3 separate regions of the Sus scrofa genome follow, and regions 1 and 2 are each linked to region 3. Evidence: chromatin contacts called from public HiChIP or PLAC-seq data. All regions are on one chromosome and are shown on one strand. Each heading gives the region's core, a stretch centred on a gene start, on an enhancer-like site or on the middle of the called end of the contact. The rest is flanking DNA. Distances are from core to core; before and after follow the strand shown.

Region 1 (3,981 bases), core at 644-3,143, 250 kb after region 3:
CATCAAATGCCAGCTCTGGAAGTTTCTAACCATGAGGCCTCGTGAAGTCGCTTAAGCTCTGGAGTGGCCACCTTCTGACGTCCGAAGGGGTTAGGGATGTCAGCACCTCAGGAGGCAGGGCCTGGAGAGGAGGAGTTTCCCCTTGGCAGGTGCTGGCCTTTTAGAGCAGATGGTAAAACTGTTGGATCCACCCCCGCGAACATGGCCTCAGCCTGGACTGATTGCAGCACCGCAGCTTTCTTTCCCTGCCTGTGACTCCTCGCGTGTGACGCCCTGGGTCTGGACGACAAATGCTATTAATCCGGTAGTGTTAGTGTCAGAGCTGAGAGGAGAACCAGGCCTTTGGCTCTGCTCTCTTGTCTGCTTCCTGCTGAATCACGGTCATGACCGATTCCCTGACCTTGGACACTGCGGGCAAGCCGCGTGGCGTGCGGGGGATGGAGTACGGGTTGCCACAGGATCAGCCCTCATCCTGTGCAGCCTGGGCTTGCGAGGCCCACTGCTGCTCTGCAGGTGTCACACAGCTGCTGTGGACCGACCGTTGTGTCCCCCGAATCCACACGGCACATTGAAGATCACCTCCTGTTAGTCTCCCCCAAACCGTGAGCACAGGATTTACGGTCCCTGTTTCAGGATGGTGGTCCCTAAGGCCCAGCATGCCCGTGTCCCTGACCCCAGCCCATCACCCAGACCTTTAACAGCTAAACTGTCCGTGACCCCTCAGCAATGCCGAATAACTGGGGTGTTAGCCAGGCTCACGGGGAGCAGGTTTTCATCGAGGCGTGGCAGTGACCCGGGTCTCCTGGGCTGGCACCCCAGGTGGCTTGTGAGTCAGGAGAGGGGCACTGGGGTGGGGCCGTCAAGCAAAGCTGCATTTTCTTGTCCATTCACGCCATTGTGGGAAAATCTGTCAAGCCTCGGGAAAGTGGCCGGACACGTTTCTCCGTAAGCTCCTGGGCACACATGCAAGAGGTGCCACACCCCTGACCTCACAGAAGAGGGAAGGCCTGGCTGAGGCTCCCTGAAGAAATGCAAGGCATGTCCACATAAATCTGGATTGTCAGGCAGTGACTTGTGCCCTGAGAGGCCCTGTGGGGCAAGAGAATGAGATGGGCTGGAAACTGAGTTCCAGCCCTGTTGGCCACGTCTGAGCTGTGTGGCTGTGGGTGAGTCCCTCGACCTCTCTGAGCCTTCACTGCAACATCTTGTTTGCGAGCTGTTGCTTGCCGGAACTTGTTTGCATGTATGTCCTGTTTCCTAAGTCTGCAAATTCAGCAGGTCAAAAGCAAGAACCCGAAGGATGAGAGAATTAACCGAAGGGGATGGATCCCACACGGGGACCCTGGCTCACGACCTTTTCTGCAGCTCATTTAGTCTTCCATTTTAATTAATGTGTCCGACTTCTTTTTTGCCTAATGCTCCTTTCCACAGAGTCGGTGGTGACTTTATCTCCATGCACAGTTCTTTTTCAAGCCCCAGATGTTTGGCATAGAAATGAACCAAAAAGCTGGGGTTTGAGATGCTTCTCTGCTTCCTCAAGAAAGTCTGGAGAGAGGACCCAGCTGAGCAGCCCGGCCGGGCGGGCAGAAGGGTCCTCGGAGCTGCAGCTCTGGTGGAGAAATACCTCCTTAATGCAGTACATGGAGAGCAGGAAATGAGGTGCTTTTACTGTTTTATTGCTTGCGGAGTCGAATCGAAGTCAAGAGGCAGAAGTCACGACGACTCAAGAGGTCTTGAAAACATGGCAAGCCTCTTAGAGAATGGCACGCTTTTATACAGCCTGTGCGGAGAGAAAATTGTGATTAAGGATCTGTAATTTTTATTTGCAGACTTTCAGTTCTGCTCTCACTTGGTTGAAACCATCGTTTCCGTCTTTCATTTCCTGTATTGGGTATGTCCCCGAGAACAGCTTCTCTGCACGTCTACACTGCCTGGATCTCGGCACTTTGAGGAGCGGGGCCGTGCCTGTGCCTCCTGCCTGGAGGGAGGACTCTGGTTCACCTCTAGGAGCCCTTGCCAACGGGGACCTGAGCACGCGAAGGTCTGGGCGCCCGAAAGGGTGCTCGTACCCATGCCCACAGCCACGCACACAACTGAAGGCTGGAGAGCAAATGCAGAAGTCGCTAGTGGGAGAAAATGCCATTGCCAACTGCACATGGAACTAAGGTTTCGAACCAGATGGAAAATCAGAAGATTCTGAGGAACTTGAAAGTTACCCGAGAACTTGTGCTCTGAGATTAAAAACTCAACCTTTCTTCATCCTAAATATCATGCAGATTCTGACTCCTAAATGTGCAGCAAAAACCTCAAAAAAAAAAAAAAAAAAAAAAAAGAAAGAGTAAGGAGAAACATGCATGTTTTGTGTGCATTTTGAAAAAGAAGGTACTGGTCAATACCAATCTTTAGTTTTCTCCCTGACGCTAAAAGTGAAGCTCGAATTCCTTGGCTGAGCATGAAACCGGGAGCTCAGACGCGGAGAGATGAGGCCATGGGCGCCTCCGGGCCTGTGCTGGTCACACTCCCAGCGTTCTTGTCGCGGTCCACCACCTCCCAGGCCTTCACCATGTTGAAAGTTTAAGAGCACGTATCCCCCGGGGCATTCTGAGAATGTCCTAGAACATATTTGGAAAGGGAAACAGAAAGGCCCTTTTATTTTTTAGGAACCATTGTCTCAATGATCTCATCCTGGAGAGTGACGGGAAGGACCCAGGCAGCGTCAGCTCTGATTCTGGCCTCTGAGCCCCGTGCTGCCCGAGGTCTGCTTCTCGAATCCACCTCAGGGCTGCGCGGGGGCCCCTGGCTGTGATCCCGGGGAAGGAAAGAGGGAGGGCACGGCCCCCCAGCACCCGGGACCCACCTCGGAGCATCCTGCCTCTTCTGCAGATGGGCCCGCGTGAGCGAGATGCACAGAGCTCTGCTCCCCGCCTCCCCCCCCCCCCCCGCCTCCACGGGGAGCGGGGGTGGGGGTGGGGGGTGGAGGAAAGGACAGTGGTCGCTCCCTTCCAAGTCACATCCTGCCCAAAAGCTCCATCAGGAGGAAGCGGCGTGGGGCCACCGTGACAGAGGACTTCAGCCTGGCGGTCTTCCTCAATCACCCTTTTTGCTCTTTTGTCCTTCACTGTCCTTGGCCCTTCCTCCCTTAGCCCCCAGGGCTCTGCCAGTGCTTCTCCCTGTGAAGCCTGAAAATTTCACAAGACACAGACCCTAGAGTATCTCCTAGGACAGAGCCTGAACCACAGGGGCCACTCTTAGAAACAGTCCTTTGCCTTGTGGTTGGGGGGTTCGCTGGGGAGCTCTTGGGGCTCTTTACTGTCCAAGGTTGAGACCTAACAGCTTGGCTGCAGGAGCTGTCTTCTGTGCCCCTCCTTCCCGCCTTCCAGAAGCATGTGCTTTGCCATCTGATGGCCTTAATTAATGGCACACACCTCTCTCCGCATCTGTGAAAAGGCGTCACGATGGCACCCGTCTCTTAGGGGTGTTCACATACTTAAGAAAGACTTGGAACAATGCAGGGTCCTGAGAGAGCACTCAGTAAGTGCCAGCTATGCCTCCTGGCTCTTTCTTCAGCTCCTTGCCATGGCCGTGCCCCTCTGACAGGGAAACAGAGGGGAAATTAGAAAGGAGTCTCGCTTCCCAGGATCTAGTGAGTGAGCTGAGAGACACAAACACAGCATCCTTAAGCGAGGCCGTGTCACAGGAAGGGCGTTGAATGAGGAAATCTCAGTTCGGGGGTTCCCGTGTGGTCCAGCAGGCTAGGGATTCGGCATTGTCACAACAGTGGCTAGGGTCGCTGCTGTGGTGTGGGTTCGATTCTTGGCCCAGGAACTTCTGCCTGCTGTGGGTGCAGCCTGAAAAAGAAAAAAAAAAAAGGAAAAAGGAAAAAGAAAATGTGAGTACAAATGAACCAGCCAAGAAAAGGAACCTTTAATAATTGGTGTAAATGCCAAAACCACGGGAGAAGTGGGTGGCGTTTGCTCCTTG
Region 2 (4,117 bases), core at 114-2,613, 180 kb before region 3:
ATTAAACTTAAAAGCTTTTGCACAACAAAGGAAACCACTGATAAAATGAAAAGACAGCCTACAGAATGGGAGAAAATATTTGCAAATGATATGACAAATAAGGAGTCAATATCTGAAATACACAAACAGCACAACCAAAAAATGGGCAAAAGACCTGAATAAACATTTTTCCAAAAAAGACATGCATAGGAATGGCTAACAGGTGCATGAAAAGATGCTCAACATCATGCTAATTATTAGAGAAGTGCAAACAAAACCACAGATATCACTTCACACCTGTAAGAATGGCTGTCATCAAAAAGTCTACAAATAGGAATTTCCATTGTGGCTAAGGTTCTTAAGCAGGTTAAGAACCATGAGGATATGGGTTCGATCCCTGGCCTCGCTCAGCAGGTTAAGGCTCTGAGCTGTGGCATAGTTTGCAGATGTGGCTAGGATCTGTCATTGCTGTGGCTGTGGCACAGGCCAGCAGCTGCAGCTCCAATTCAGTCCCTAGCCCAGGAACATCCATATGTTGCAGGTGTGCCTCCCCCACCCCCCGCCACCCAAAGTGTGCAAATAACATGTTGGAGAGGATGTGGAGAAAAGGGGACACGTGCGCATTTTTGTGAGAATGTAACTTCTTGCAGCCACTTTGGAAAACAGTAGGGAGGTTCCTCAAAAACCTGAAAATAGAATTATCATATGACCCAGCAATTCCGCTCCTGGGTATATTTCCTGAAAACACTCATTCGAAAAGATGCGTGCGTCCCAGTGTTCCTAGCAACACTATTTACAGTAACCTAGATACGGAAGCAACCCCAGTGTCCATCAATAGATAATCGGCTTAGGAAGTCGTGGTATACACGTGTCATGGAATCTTACTCAGCTATAACAAGAATGAGGCTCTACCATTCATAGCAACGTAGATGGACCCAGAGAATAGCATGCTTAGCAACATAAGTCAGAAAGAGGAAGAGAAATGCTCTATGATATTTATACGGAAGCTAAAAATGAATACAAATGAATGTATGTAGCAGACTAAAAACCGACTCAGACAGAGAAAACGAACTAGTGGTTACCAGTGGGGAGAGGGAGGGAGGAGAGACAAGGTAGGGGTATGGGGTTAACAGATACAAACTACTATATATGAAATAAAAAAGCTACAAGGTATGTTTTACAGCAGAGAGAATTATACCCATTATTTTGTAATAACTTTTAAGGGTCTATAATCTGTGAAAATATCGAATGACTATGTTCTACACCTGAAACTGATATAATATTATAAGCCAATTATACGCCAATAAAAAAAAGAGCTGACTAGATCCACTTCCTTTTCAACAGCAAATCTCCCAAAATACAGATTGCGTGGCTCCTTCCTTGATCTTGCAGTGAGACTTCCTCATTTCTAGAACCGTCTTCATCTCCCTAAAACACACACCATGTTGGGTTGTCTCCGCACACTTTCAGAATCAAAGTACTCGTCTCCTACAGCACAAAGAGTTCGTCCTGAGAAAGCCACCTGGGAAGGCCTGAGGTCTTTTTAAGACCAGGGTATGTGGGACACGGACGGACCGTCCCATGGATCCGTCCAGTGGGCCTTCGGCAGACCCACGTTCTTTGGGGGAAAAGGGGAGGAGAAAGATGAGTAGCTCAGTGTAATGGCCACTGTACGTCTGGAGGAAACACTCCTCACAGCGACCTTCTGAAGCTGAAAAGACAACTGCATCCAGTTTACAGCTGAGGAGAATGAAACAAGTTCAGTCTTGGGCTCTCGCTGGGCCCCAGATGCTGGGCGGAAGCATGCTGCCGTGAACACAGGCTCAAGAGGCACTTCTTGATTTGGCTGAGCTTATGCTGTGCATTTCATCACCAGAACATAAAAAGTTACCGTTAAATTACAAATCTAACAGTGTAAATACTACAAATACCATGACGTTTTCAGGATGAAAACAAAGACTGAGAAATGGGAATTTCTTCCCCTTTGGTTAAAATGATACATTGTGGGACATTCCCGCTGTGGCGCAGCGGGTTAAGAATCCAACTGCAGTGGCTTGGGTTCAATCCCCAGCCCAGCCCAGTGGGTTAAAGGATCCAGGGTTGCCACAGCTGTGGTATAGGTCTCATCCGCAGCTTGTATTCAGTTCCTGGCCCAGGAACTTCCATATGCCATGGGTGCAGACATAATTTATAGAACTTGGTTTCTATGGATTTTCTTGTGGGCACCTTGCTAGTCTCTGAGGGGAATGGAGAGGGCCAGGAATTGGGGCAAATGCTGCCCTCCACAGGCTCCAGCCATAGCTCTAATTTCCAAGAAAGTAATGGGCAAAAGGGGAGATGGTGGCACTGACCAAGACCTCATGAGACCCACTCACAGTGTCATCCACTCTTCGGATGCTTTTTTTATGCCACACATCAGTTCTGCTGTTGGCAATGCCCTGAATTCTGAGTAGATTAGAGCGGTACATTATGTGCAGTTTTGCTTTATATACTCAATGCATTATTTATACTTCTATTTTCAGAACATTAAATTCTTTGCATTTTGCTACCCTCTTTCATCTACACTAAAAAGACTTACAGACTCAAGTGTCCTCTCAGGGAGCAAGGAGGCTTCTTCGGGTGTAAGGAACATGAAGCACCACTCTGCTCCCTTCTGGACATCTGCACAGAAATATTCGTGTACCCGGCATTGATTGAAACATACACTGTCTCCTTCACATCTGCATCTCCATGGATTTCTTGAAATCTCGGTGCAGTCCTGTGCTGTCTGCAGGCCACCTTAGAGTCCACACTGAGGAGAATGGTTTAAGGGAGTCGTCTACAAGGGAGTAGAATTAAGCTTAACTTATTTGTGTCTCCACGACTTGCATACTTATTCACTCGGCAGGTGGTCGTAAATACTAGAATCTGGGGGCGGAGTCACAGGAAGCAGATTATCCTGGTAGGATATTTAGCATTTATATCCTATCAGCGAGGACAGGATATCCTATCAGCTGTGTTTCTGTGACAGCTAGATACACAGCTCCTTGCCTATAGTTGTGGTTAGGTTTCCTAGGAAGATAGTGTTCCCTGTGAATGTCGGGGAAAGTGGGGCTGGGAGGTTGTGCACAATGAGCCAAAAATGGGACCGTTGATCTGAGATCTGAATAAAAGGAGATATTCACTAGGAGAAAGTAAAAACATGGGCGTGTAGGAAGGCTATGCTCCAGATCAGAGAAGTAGCTTCTAAGAGGCCCTAGAGGCTGGACGTGCACAGGGTTCAAAGAGAAGAAAAGCATCAGGGTCGGAGGTCTGCTCTGGACCGAGGGTATGTGTCCTTGCAACAAGCCTGTGTTGACTCCTAATCCCCAAAGTGATGGTGTCGGGAGGCGGGGAGGTGGTGAGGTCATGAGAGGGGGGCCTGCCCGATGGGTCCCCATGTAAAAGGGACCCCAGAGGGCCACCTCACCCTTTCCTCCAGGTGAGGACACAGTGCGAGGTTGGTTTGTAACCGGGATCCAGTCCTCACCAGACATCGAATCTGTGGTGCCTTAATCTCGGACCCAGTCTGCAGCGCTGTGGGAAGGGAAGGTTTGCTGTGTGAGCCCTCCATCTACGATTTGTTGTTAGAGCAGCCGGTGCTGACCAAGACGAAGGTCACAGCCAGAGAGAAGAGAGCTGGCAGTAGCTGAGGCATGCCGAGAACACCCAGTTATGTCTTTGTCTAGCGAGGCATCTCCGCTGGAGAGGCCGCGGTTTGATGTTTGCTGTTTAAAGCTCGCGTGGTTATGCATGGAGAGTAGGTTAGCGGGAGGCCTCGGGAACGCAGGGGTTATGTTAGGAAGCGACGGAGCTGGTGCAGATGAGAGCGGTGCGTCAGGGCTGCTGGACAGCCTTGGAAATTCGTCCTGAGGTGCATGTGACAAGACCCGGCGAGCAGATGTTCAGGGTGGAGGGTGGGACTTGTCAGGATGGCCCCCGGCTGTGTGGACTGTTGAGCTGAGTGGGTCTGGGGGCTGATCACCAGAGAGGGGTGGGGTGGGAAGCAGCGTGTGGGGAGGGCGCTAAGGGGCTTTGGGCAGGATGAGTCTGATGTGCTTATGAAGACGTATCAGGAAGAAAACGAGTGCCGTTAGAGTGGTTAACCCTGAAGGTAGTT
Region 3 (4,099 bases), core at 178-2,677:
AAAAATACCTACTTAAAAATGGACAATGAAACTTCTAACTCATAGTCAAATGTTTAAAATTAACCAAATACGGAGTTCCTGTCATGGCGCAGTGGAAACGAATCCGACTAGGAACCATGGGGTTGCAGGTTTGATCCCTGGCCTCGCTCAGTGGGTTAAGAATCCCGCGTTGCCGTGAGCTGTGGTGTAGGTCACAGACGTGGCTTGGATCTGGCGTTGCTGTGACTGTGGTGTAGGCTCACGGCTACAGCTCCACTTGGACTGCTAGCCTGCGAACCTCCATATGCCTAAATAGCAAAACTAAATAAACAAATAAAATAAAATGAACCAAATACTACTCTTAAAATATCATATTTCTAGTCTTGGGTTTTTGTCTGCTTTATTTTTGAAGCAAGATTTCCGGCAGGGTTTTTTTTTCTCCTATTTACTACTTAAGCGGGAAAAAAATGTTATCACTCATGACAAAAATGCAGACACATTAGGTCTGAAAGATAGAGGGTGTTTCCTACGACTTCCTTAATGTAAAGATGAGGATGCAGGTGGGTGCTTGACAAGCCTGGGACCGCAGTTCGCTCCAGAAAGTCAGGCCACCTTCTGGCGCCGCATCCCGAGACTCATTTCTGAGCAGCAGTTACTGCTGAAGATCCTAAAGCTTGGAGATGAAACAGGAGCAGGCCTGGCCATGAAATGCCATCCCCAGGTCCACTCCTGGGAGGTACGCTGAGCCCCTTCTTTGTCCCGTTGGATGTTAGGTTCACATCCATCCGCTGGGGACGTGGGAGAGACTGGACAAAGGTGTGTTCGAGCCTGGCTCCATCCAGAGTCGTGCGCTCTGGAACATGGCACCCCACCCCCCCAAGCCTAAATTTCTGAAAAGGGCAGCATGATATTCTGTTTTGTTGTAAAAATGATACCTGGGAGATACATGCAGCCTGAAAGGTGTCCCCCGAAATTCACATGTTGACACTCGACCCTCCTGGTGCTGCCGAATGTGACATGTGTGGAGACAAGTTCTTTTAAAAGGTAATTAATTAGAACGAGGTCATTGGGGTGACCCTAACCCACAGGGCTGGTGTCCTTGTAAGAAGAGGCCAGGACACAGGCTCACAGAGGGGTGACCATGTGAGCACGTGGCAGGGGTTGGGGAGTGGGGGAGATGGGGTCCACCCGCCCAGGAGAGAGGCCTCAGGGGACCCAGCCCGGCCCCCACCGTGATCTAAGACCCCTGGCCTCTAGAACTGGGGGAGAATCCGCGGGTAGGCCCCCCGTCTGTGGTCTTTCGCTGTGGCAGCCCTGGCAGACTGACGTGACCTCTCAACAGAGTAAGTGCACCAAAGGCAGAGACAATCTCCCTAACACCAGGGCCGCCTCCACCCAGGGCAGAGGCCCTGGCCCCGAATACGTGCTTAGCGAGCGGAGGCGGGAGACCAGGCCACTCGCCTCACGACTTACTCTATTCACTTCCTGTTTGTCCCATCACTGCAAAGGGCGTCGCGTTGACAAGTTTCCTGTTTTTGCAGAAATTTTATTATTATTCTCTATAGAGGTGTTTTTCTCCAACTCTATGTTTCTCTTTCAGCAAGGAAGGAAGGACATTGAACGAGGAAGACAGATATCAATCACCAATTATATAAGAATCTGAGCCAACAGATAAACAAATCCACCATATCATAAAAACGTAAACTCAGGACGTGAGCCACTGAGAATGAACTCAGAGCCATCCCGCTGTTCCAAGACCTCAGGCAATCATTTCCCTGTGATAAGCCTCTGCTTCCTCATCTCCGAGTACGGCGTCGGGGTCAGTCTCTAAAGTCCCTTCAACCTTTGATTCCTGACTCAGTGTTTAAGGCCTCATTGAAACCAGCAGAATTAAAATAGCGACCGATACGCCTGACACTGATGTGGTGACCACATCAGGTGACCACAACGGCCTCGGTCTGGAGAGGAAGGTCAGTGACCCATGGAAAGGTAGCTGCGGAAGCTTGGCTGTCAGCAAATGAGGCACGTCTTCCAGGTTCCCTCGCGGTGCTCAGGTGCTGCGGGAAAAAGGTGTTAATCAGGGCCCAGCTTCCAAAATGAAAAGAATACGTATCATATCAAGCCGTGTAAAGCCATTCTGAGACCTTTATCGCGGCCTTCACCGACTCCCAGTGTCTCATGCGGGAAGGTGGCTCCTCATTTAGAAAACATTCTTCCTGACCGGTGAACTTTCCCAGTTGCATACATATAGTATGCATGGGAATGTACATATTTCTACAAATGTGCATGTATAAATACATTATAATATTAATGTATAAATTTATTGTTATTATTATATATATATTGGTATGTCTCTGCACAGAGCTGATAGTCAATATAAGATCAGCATATCCTAGACAAGCAGATAGCATTGGCAGTTAAGTTATACACAAATAAATATGTATTCAAATACTGTAATATACATAGTAAATATTATATGAATTCATCCGGGTTAAAATCCAGACTCCTCCACTTAACTGTACGTGAAATTACATAATTTTCCTACACTTGTACTTCAATACCACTCGACTCAAAAAATTTTGTAAAAGATAATTCTCTTTGTGTAGCTGTTGTGTTTTTCTTAATTAGCCTTTCAAATGTATTGATATTTGAAAGTAAGGAATCTGTTCTCTCCCGAGTCTTGTTCTACAAAATTCACTCGCAGTCGCTTCTCTCAGAAACATCCTTTTTCTCTCTCTTTTCCTCTCTCCCTCTCTCTCTCCGCCAGGGTCATCACCCAAGCTCTGCCTCCCACAGGGCACGTGAGGCCATTTAAATTTAAACTTATTAAAATTTAAATGAAAGGGTAAAATTCCCTTTCTCTTCCCAGTGTATCAGAGACACATGTGGCTCGTGGCTCATGGCGACCACCTTGGAAACTACAGGCCCAGGCCGATTTTATTCTTGGGGAAAGTTCTGTCTCACAGCCCCGCTCTAGCGGTTCTAAATTCTTGGTAGGAACAGGTTGCATGTTAAATGAGGGTTGGAGCTCTCGTTGTGGCTCAGCGGGTTAAGAGCCGGACTAGTGTCCATGAGGATGTGCGTCCGCTTCGATCCCTGGCCTCCATCGGTGGGTTAAGCATCCAGCGTTGCCGAGAGCTGCAGCGTAAGTCGCGGATGTGACTCGGATCTGGCGTTGCTTCGACTGTGGTGTAGGCCAGCAGCTACGGCTCTGATTCGACCCCTAGTCTGGGAACTTCCGTATGCCAAGGGTGTGGCCCTAAAAAGAAAAAAAAAAACAACATTTTTGAAGAAGGAAGTTGCTTTACTGTACACAAGCGGCTGAGTCACCCGCTGCTCCATGAGTCGTGGCGTCTTAGATGCTCGATGGCGTTACTCCAGCAGCTGAAACTACAGATCCGTGTCTGGGTTTTACTGCCGTCATTTCTAATTCCGTTTAAGTCCACTTCGAGACTTGTACAGCACAGCTTCTCCTCCGGGCCCCATGGATGGACACGCGGCCACCAGAGCAGGACAGGCGACGGCCCCTTTCTGCGCAGAACAGTCTAATGAGAACCTGACTCTGCCACGTGTCCAGGGACACGCAGGAGAGAGAGAGGACGGGGACCGAGCTACCAGGGGCGACTAGAGAAAATCCGAGTGACTGGGAAAGAGACGATGAGAAAGGGCCTGATCTGGCCCCTCAGATACCCGGTGGGCGGTCGTGGCAACAGCAGGACAGGCTTATTCTGGGGCCACAAAGCAGAACTGGGGGTCCTGGCTCGGGCGGTCCTAAGAGAGGTTTTCTGGCTAATACAGGAAAGCACTTTCTCGAGCGGGCAGCGTTATCGGAAAAGGACATGGAACTCCTCCAGAAGGCCTCCGCTTCTTCTCAAGAACCTTCAGCTGGGATGGCCCATCAACTGTCAGGCATGTTAGGAAAGCGATTCGAACCTCAGACTTACTGTGTAAAGCCTGACAACCCTCACATCAGTTCCGGGTCTCCGTGGGGCTAAAGCCTCAGGTAAAACCCTCGCTGTTCACACCTCTGAAACCTCACGTGTTTTCTGCAATGCAGCTCAAAACCTGAAACGAGAAATAACTCTCTAACACATGAAGTCACCAGAGGGCTAGGCTGGTG

The links. HiChIP or PLAC-seq counts read pairs in DNA pulled down with a chosen protein or histone mark.
Region 1: a contact with region 3 is called in an H3K27ac HiChIP or PLAC-seq map of alveolar macrophages. The contact joins two enhancer-like sites. A contact is called at or near these places in 1 of 5 promoter capture datasets (skeletal muscle), 1 of 47 Hi-C or Micro-C datasets (omental adipose tissue) and 2 of 2 datasets of contacts at active chromatin or transcription factors (alveolar macrophages and skeletal muscle).
Region 2: a contact with region 3 is called in an H3K27ac HiChIP or PLAC-seq map of alveolar macrophages. The contact joins two enhancer-like sites. A contact is called at or near these places in 2 of 2 datasets of contacts at active chromatin or transcription factors (alveolar macrophages and skeletal muscle).

Annotation. Positions count from the first base shown.
Region 1 is chr10:66,507,893-66,511,873 of Sscrofa11.1, forward strand. No RefSeq gene overlaps it. Among named protein-coding and RNA genes, the nearest start is that of KLF6, 21 kb to the left of the region's middle. Within about 2 kb of position 1,894, at least 23 of the 83 cell types and tissues checked have an H3K27ac peak or open chromatin away from gene starts, as enhancers often do. A contact at or near this core is called in alveolar macrophages, where this site is marked.
Region 2 is chr10:66,086,803-66,090,919 of Sscrofa11.1, forward strand. No RefSeq gene overlaps it. Among named protein-coding and RNA genes, the nearest start is that of AKR1E2, 400 kb to the left of the region's middle. Within about 2 kb of position 1,364, at least 2 of the 83 cell types and tissues checked have an H3K27ac peak or open chromatin away from gene starts, as enhancers often do. A contact at or near this core is called in alveolar macrophages, where this site is marked.
Region 3 is chr10:66,263,269-66,267,367 of Sscrofa11.1, forward strand. No RefSeq gene overlaps it. Among named protein-coding and RNA genes, the nearest start is that of KLF6, 220 kb to the right of the region's middle. Within about 2 kb of position 1,428, at least 18 of the 83 cell types and tissues checked have an H3K27ac peak or open chromatin away from gene starts, as enhancers often do. A contact at or near this core is called in alveolar macrophages, where this site is marked.